Linked DNA regions of Oryctolagus cuniculus: region 2 is linked to region 1. A link is a contact called in public Hi-C data. All regions are on one chromosome and are shown on one strand. Each heading gives the region's core, a stretch centred on a gene start, on an enhancer-like site or on the middle of the called end of the contact. The rest is flanking DNA. Distances are from core to core; before and after follow the strand shown. Region 1 overlaps NET1 (neuroepithelial cell transforming 1). Region 2 has its middle 46 kb from the start of ASB13.

Evidence for each region. Hi-C and Micro-C count contacts between places; a contact is called where the count stands out from the background.
Region 2: a Hi-C map of liver shows a contact between it and region 1, with 13 times the contacts expected there. The contact joins two enhancer-like sites. A contact is called at or near these places in 6 of 6 Hi-C or Micro-C datasets (ear pinna, embryonic fibroblasts, liver and 3 more).

What each region holds. Positions count from the first base shown.
Region 1 is chr13:79,299,160-79,303,229 of mOryCun1.1, forward strand. NET1 (neuroepithelial cell transforming 1) reads left to right here. Exons shown (of 12, transcript XM_002721685.5): 4 at 3,210-3,317. Among named protein-coding and RNA genes, the nearest start is that of NET1, 49 kb to the left of the region's middle. Within about 2 kb of position 1,477, at least 2 of the 8 cell types and tissues checked have an H3K27ac peak or open chromatin away from gene starts, as enhancers often do.
Region 2 is chr13:79,512,126-79,515,742 of mOryCun1.1, forward strand. No RefSeq gene overlaps it. Among named protein-coding and RNA genes, the nearest start is that of ASB13, 46 kb to the right of the region's middle. Within about 2 kb of position 2,351, at least 4 of the 8 cell types and tissues checked have an H3K27ac peak or open chromatin away from gene starts, as enhancers often do.

The DNA.
Region 1 (4,070 bases), core at 227-2,726:
GAAAGGCTGCCTACAATTAAAAGGTTTGAGCATGTAAAGCTCTTGGTATTCGTTTTTATACCCCTGGATTTTCAGGCTGCCTTCTGAGAAGGTTGTATAGTTTCAGTATCCACATTTTTCAGCTTAATATTCTCCATAACTTGTTTCCAGCACTCCAAAACAAAAATAAACAATAACAACAACAAACATTATGAGCTTTTACTTTTGGTGGTGGTAAGATATATTCCTGCTGTTTTCCTGGATCACTTTTAAATGGTATTCCTGCATCCAGTCCATGGGGAAACACGAATGTGAGTGTAGTACCAGTTCTCTGAAAGCCTCATCTTAGAAATGTTTTGTGACAGTACAAATGCTTAGGATCTTAGTAAACAAATCAGATCATAAAGTAAGTACTTTTGATTGTAACTCACCTGTATTCCAAAGGAGACAAAGTTTTTCCTAGTGTTTTAGGTGACCCACAGATGTCTAATCTATAACATTCTTCCACAGAAGTCTTCTGTTTGACTTTTTTTTTTTTTTCAAATAGTATATGTGTCTTGAAATTAGTGTCATACTTTTGTAATGCTTTCAGTATTATAAATATATTTTTACAATACTTTCAGTATTATACTTTCATATTTCATAATCACACTTATTATTTGTTAAAATTTTTTATCCTTTTGAAATACATATGCCAAAGCTTGTGTTGTATTTGTCCGCTGTTCTTCACATATGTCCTTTGAGTAAGACAGTTACTATTGGATTCCCAAAAGCAAAACTGTAGAGGACCATTTCTGTCCCTCCCAAACCCTTATTTCCTGATTTAGTTACCATACTTTGTTACCAAAACATGCCATACTTGATCAGCTCTGAAGAGTAACTTGACCTTTGTGAAAGAGAGATTGTAGTTGAGTTTTTAAAATTATGAAACATATTCAACAATCAAATACTGATTAATATAATATCCTGCCACCCTGAAGATACTGCACAAACAAAATCCATATTCATTTTAGAAATATCTTTTAGACATATTTACATTTAGTTACCTAAATTCTGTGATGTTCATTTTAAATATCACATAATTTTGAGTTACCAGGAAATTAGTTGTTACAGTAACTATAGAGGTGAGAACATTTATCATTAATTTGATTTTATATAATATAGCAAATACCAAAAATTTTTTTCTTCTTTAACTTTCTTTTAAAATTCACCATAAGGTGAATTTAAATTTAAATTTAATTTAAATGTTTTGTGATTTACTAGGAAGTCAGTTTTATTATGCTTTAATCAAAGAAGAGTTAACCTCTGTTTGCAAAAAAGAAGAATAAAACTTTGTGACAACTGCTTTTTTTTTCTAGTTGATGTAGAAGGCGTTAATGTAGTAGGCATTAACTTTGTGAGGTAATTCAATCCATTCAAACAGGAGACTCTTTGTTCTGTCTTTACTAAATGGAAAGGAATGCCTTGTGCTTGCCTCTGCACACGCATGTGTCACTCAGTCTGCACAGATGTGTGTGGTAAAGGCATTCACATATGTCCCCAGCCGCACAGCTCGTGCCATCCTACCATACAGCTCAAAGGTCTTTATTTCAGTTCATTTAACATTTGCTCATTAGTGGCTTTATTCAGAGTTTGCCTTTGGAGTTCATTTATTTAGGGGGTAGAAAAAGTCATCTACAACTCCACCTCTTAAATTCTTCATAGTTCTGAATTTTCCTTATCTACAAAGTCTCTTTACTCTAGTAGTTCGTGTTTTTAATATATATATATATATGTATCCATTCAGCAGCTTTGATTAAGTCTTAATTGCTTTTTTTATATCACCTAAATTTCTTTTCAAATAATTTTTAGACTTTATCAGTCTCTTCTTAAATTTCTTGAAAGGGATTATTTTTATTCACTTTCCTCACCTCTTTTTATATGACTTTAGTCATGTCAAGAATTTTTAGGAAAAAAATTCCATTATTTTTAAATAATCTTTATTTTTACATGGTGATTCTAATATAATTTTTAATTATATATATCCTTAAGAATTATTTTGTTGAGTTTGCCACAATTGTGAAAGACACCAAATACAAAAAAAAAAAGCTAAGTATGCTCCTTAGACATTATAAAGAATAAATCTACCTGTTTTATGATCTGACTTTCTTTATTTCAATAACTATGCCAGTCACCTAGTGATATGCCTCCATTTTCCTAGCAGTAAAATTAGATGATCCAGTTTTTGTGAAATGTTGAGATCCTGGAATGATAAGTGATATGTTTGCCATATCAATAATATTTTTAAGTAATACATGTAGAACAATAACTGATTCCTCTGAATTTGTGTATATTTTTTCTTTGTTAATAAATATATGGTTGAGGATCTAATTATTTATAAATTCCAATGTTTATGTAGTAAGTGGAAATATTCCTTAAAAAAGTGTTCATAATAATTAAAATCTGGTATGTACCAAGCACTGTTCTGAGCTCTATTTACTGATTGATTGATCACAACAACTTTATAAGAGGACCCCTGCTATTAACCCTATTTTGCAAATGAGTGGGCTAAGGCTCCAGATGTACCCCCAACAAGTATGAGAGCCCGAATTTGAGCCAGTCATTCTGATTCCAGAACCTAAGAGCTCATTTAACCACTTGAATGCATTTTGACCTATTCAGATGTCATATTTCTTTAGAGGTTACTCTGTAACTGAAATAGTTAAAAATGAAATTATAAAATATCTGGGATTTGCTTGAAAATATTCAAGTAGAGGCAGAAGTGAAACAAAATATGATACCAGAAACTACTGAATCTGAGTGATAGATATGTGGGATTCATTATGCTGCTCTCTTCCATGTTTTTGAGTAACATTTTCACAATAATGAATCATTTTTTAAAAAGTTATTCTCCACATTAAGCTAGAAAGTTCTATAGGATTTTAGAATCTGATTTCTTTGTTTTAAATTTCATTTTTTTTCTTCTACCGGTACTATTTGTTATATTCTCAAGGTGATATTCAAATATTGACTGGCCTTTCTTAGAACATTTATTTTTTGGTAAATTGCTGATACTTGATAGTGTTCTTACTGTTTTAACAACGAAGAACATCTGTTCATTTTCACACGTACATGTTTCTGTGTTTTGTAATGTACAAACTTATTTTGTGAGAGGCTTAACTTTGTCTAAGCTTATTTGAAATCATTGTGCTTAAACATACATTTAGTGTAATCTGATTTTGTTTTCATAGGAGCCAAGCAATAAAAGAGTTCGACCTCTAGCTCGAGTCACATCCTTGGCGAATTTAATCTCTCCTGTAAGAAATGGAGCAGTCAGACGCTTTGGTCAAACAATACAGGTAAGAACAGGGAAAATGAGAGAATGTAGTCAGGGGACTTTTTAGTAAAAGCCTGAAATTAATTTTTTTGAGCCATACAAACAGGTTTGTGCTATTGTACTTAAACATGTTTTCTTTTTGGGATATGCTGGTAAGGAATGTTGTTATTAGAACAGTGTTTGTGGAAACCTCAAAAATTTTTTTTTTAACTTTTATTTAATGAATATAAATTTCCAAAGTATGGCTTATGGATTACAATGGCTTCCCCCCCATAACGTCCCTCCCACCCGCAACCCTCCCCTTTCCCACTCCCTCTCCCCTTCCATTCATCAAGATTCATTTTCGATTCTCTTAATATACAGAAGATCAGTTTAGTATACATTAAGTAAAGATTTCAACAGTTTGCTCCCACACAGAAACATAAAGTGGAAAATAATAGATGATTTTTTAAATGATGATGAAATCAGATCAGACCTATTGTCATGTTTAATCCCAGTGAGAGTCAAGTTGGGAATTGATAATTTCTTTTTTTTTTTTTACAGAAGATCAGTTTAGTATACATTAAGTAAAGATTTCAACAGTTTGCACCCCCATAGAAACACAAAGTGAAATATACTGTTTGAGTACTCGTTATAGCATTAAATCTCAATGTACAGCACATTAAGGACAGAGATCCTACATGAGGAGTAAGTGCACAGTGACTCCTGTTGTTGACTTTACAAATTGACACTCCTGTTTATGGCATCAGTAATCTCCCTATGCCCCAGTCATGAG
Region 2 (3,617 bases), core at 1,101-3,600, 210 kb after region 1:
GTTTCTCCTTTGCTTAGGATAATAAAAAGGTAGAATTTAGATCTCAGCCTTCCAAGCACACCAAGACAAAACAAACTCTGTATGAGTGTCCTCATCCACTTCTATGATTCGTGGTAGCCTCACTACCCTGGCTCTCACAGGCTGAAGGCAAGAGCAGGCAGGGCTTGCACTGCCAAGGGAGCTGCAGGGGTACTAGGGAACGTACTGCCACCAGTGCATTCCACAGTGACCACAGCCTGGCAGAGGCCGAGGACACAGCTCCAGACTAAACAAGAGATGGGAAAACACTCATTCTGAAGAACGGCTATTTTTACATCCTTCTTCCCAGAATTCCAACGTGCTAAGATATGATTTAATGCAAAAAGAAACAAAAGAAAGGATGGAAGGGAAACCACCCATTAAAGAAAATGATTCATCTTGTCAACACACTTCTAGGGCAGTATGTTACCTGGATGGCAGAGGGTTAAAAGAATGCAGATTTGAGGGCATAGACCTAGGAAATCAGTCAAGGAGCGAGGAACCTAGAGCTCTACATATTCAGTCAATACTCAGCTAACACTTCTGCTCCACTGCTTAGGGATCAAGTGCTGAGATACAGAGATGGTTAAATGCTAGAGAGGTTGACACCTTTGTAGAGGTACTTAAAATGAAGAGCCAACAGTCAGTTACCCCCTGCAGTGGTATCTGAACGAGACCACATGAGAGCCATTGCCAGATGCCTATGGGTGCCGAATGAACGGGTAGAATTTGGACCCACTCATTTGAGCTCCACTCTCTTGGCTTTTTTTTTCTACCAAGATTCAGTTGTTACTCCAGGCCTCAGCAGGAGGACAGTGGAAGGTTCTAGTCTCCAGGCACCAAGATCACCTTGCAGCCTGTATCTTGCCCACTTTCCTCTGAGACAGACACCAGCCAGGTCTTTTTCAACCAGTGCCTGGAAATCAAAGTTTACATAGGCTCCCCTACCAACCCCCCAAAACTCTCTTAAACAGGCTAGGGGCCCACTGAAAGGATAAATCCAACAACACACAAAGAAAGGGAGTCAGAGAGGGAAAGAGACTTGTCCAAGATCACCCAGGCAAGGTAATAGCCAAGCCTAACAAAAATCAGCAGCATCATGAAATGCAAGCTTCTACCATTTTGTATTTTCTGCGGTATTGAAATCTGATTTGGTCAAAAGGCACAACACTTCAATAATGTAGGATGAATAAATTGTTTGAGACCTACTGTATAGCATAGTGAGTATAGTTAATAAAACTCTACTGTAGGGGCTGACACTGTGGTGCAGTGGGTTAAAGCCCCAGCCTGCAGCACTGGCATCCCATATGGGCACCAGTTCGAGTCCCAGATGCTCTACTTCTGATCCAGCTCTCTACTATGGCCTGGGAAAGCAGTAGAAGATGGCCCAAGTCCTTGGGCCCCTGTACCCATGTGGCAGACCTGGAAGAAGCACCCGGCTCCTGGCTTCAGATCGGCTCAGCTCTGGCCATTGCAGCCATTTGAGGAATGAACCAGTGGATGGAAGACCTCTACCTCTCTCTGTAACTGTCTTTCAAATCAATAAAATAAACCTCTTTAAAAAACTATTGTATACTTGAAATTTGCTAAGAGAGAAGATTTTAAATATTCTGATTACAAAGAAAAAACTCACAGCTAGGGAAGGCATTTGATAAAGCAGTTGAGCTATCATTGGGTATATCCACATCCTATATCGGAGTGCCTAGGTTCAAGTCCTGGCTCTGTTCCCAATTCCAGCTTCCTGCTTATGAGCCCTCTGTGAGGCAGCAATGATAATGCCTCAAGTAGCTGGGTTTTTACCATCCTTGTGGGATTAATGGATCAACCTCCCCACTCCTGACTTCAGCCTGGCCTAGCCCTGGCTGTTGCATGCACTTGGGGAATGAACCAAAAAAAGGGAGAATTCTGTCAGTCTCTCTCACTCTGTCTTGCCTCTCAAATAGATTAAATAAATAAAGAATTTCTTCAAAAAACCACAACTATGTGAGTTGATGGATACATTAGCTTGATTGTGGTGGTCATTTCACAGTGTATACCTATATCAAAGCACCACATTGTACATCTTGAAAAAATAAAATTTAGCATTTAAATTGCTTTAATATTTTGAGAGCAGGAAATGGTCTTAGAAACATTTTTCATTCCTCCCCTTGGTATTTCTGGTAAGGGGGCAATTCTTCCTCCAGCTCAGTAATGACATAACGACTGGCAATCTATCTCCACCTCAGACCGGTGTTTCCTTCAGTGTCTCCAGAGTTATGGGGGTTATTCAGGGTTGCGGGAAGCAAAGGGCCTTCTGGACAACACCCTGCTTGGCTCAGGCCTCAACCAGCTTGGCAAGCCCCAGACACTCCTTCCTGCCAGGCCAGATCTGGCTCCCACAGGTCACTTCGTGCAGTACCAGGCTGGCGCGTCAATGCCCTCATGTGGCCAGATGTCTAAATGCCAGGCTTGGCGCACAAAATTCTGGCCCCGCCACTTGCAGAGCTTGGCCTCTGCCTGCACTAAAAACTATGCAACAAGATCAATAATGTTAAGGAAACTGGTGCATCAGAAACGCAAGTCACCATAAATTTCTGGATGACCAGTGGCTGAACAATATTTTGGGATGAGCCCCTGACTCTCATTCATGAAAACTAAAGGCATGCAGAGGATCCCAAATTTAAAAGAGCTTAATGGTGACATTAAAAAGATGGTCTCAGGAATTAGTAATTTGTTTCAGTGATTAGCAGTGATAGAACCCTAGAAGGACCACTTCCCCAGGGAATTCCCAGGGCAACCCATCTTAGGGATGGATGTTATAACAGGTAGGACACTTGGCAGCATCATACGATCCAGGGACTATAGGAACAATGTCTGGGGCCTATGACACTTTCAGGGGCTCATGACGATGTTTTTATTTCCACTTTTTTCTTTTAAGATCGATTTGTTTATTTGAAAGTCAGAGCTACACAGAGAGAGGAGAGGCAGAGAGAGAGAGACAGAGGTCTTCCATCTGCTAGTTCACTCCCCAAAGCCAGGAGCCAGTAGCTTCCTCCAGGTCTCCCACATGGGTGCAGAGCCCAAGGCCCTGAGCCACCTTCCACTGCTTTCCCAGGCCACAGCAGAGAGCTGGATTGGAAGTGGAGCAGCTGGGACTAGAACCGGCACCCATATGGGATCCCGGCACTGCAGGCAGTGGCTTTACCCCCTTTACACAGTGCCGGCCCCTACTTCCATTCCTTTTAAAATCAAAAGGAAATAATGAACACTTCACCAGGAATCTAGCCTGCATTATGTTTATCTTTGAACTAACACATTCATAAAATAGAACTTTCAATTTGTTTTTTCTTCTCCAAAAGAAAGCAAAATGTACCTAGGTCAAGCCCCACTGTGTCCTAACGAGGCTCTGAAGACACTGCCTCCAGAAAGCTCTTATTAAAGTAAACATTTGTTTCCAGAGATAAGGAACAAAATGCACTGTTCTCTTCATGCCAGTGGTTTATCAGGTCTCTGAGACAGAACAGCTCCAGGATGGTGAGGTCATCGAAGAACAGCCCAGGAAAGGGAGAGAAGGCCCTGAGAGAAGGAAGCTCAGAGAGCAGGAGGAAGATGGAGGAGGG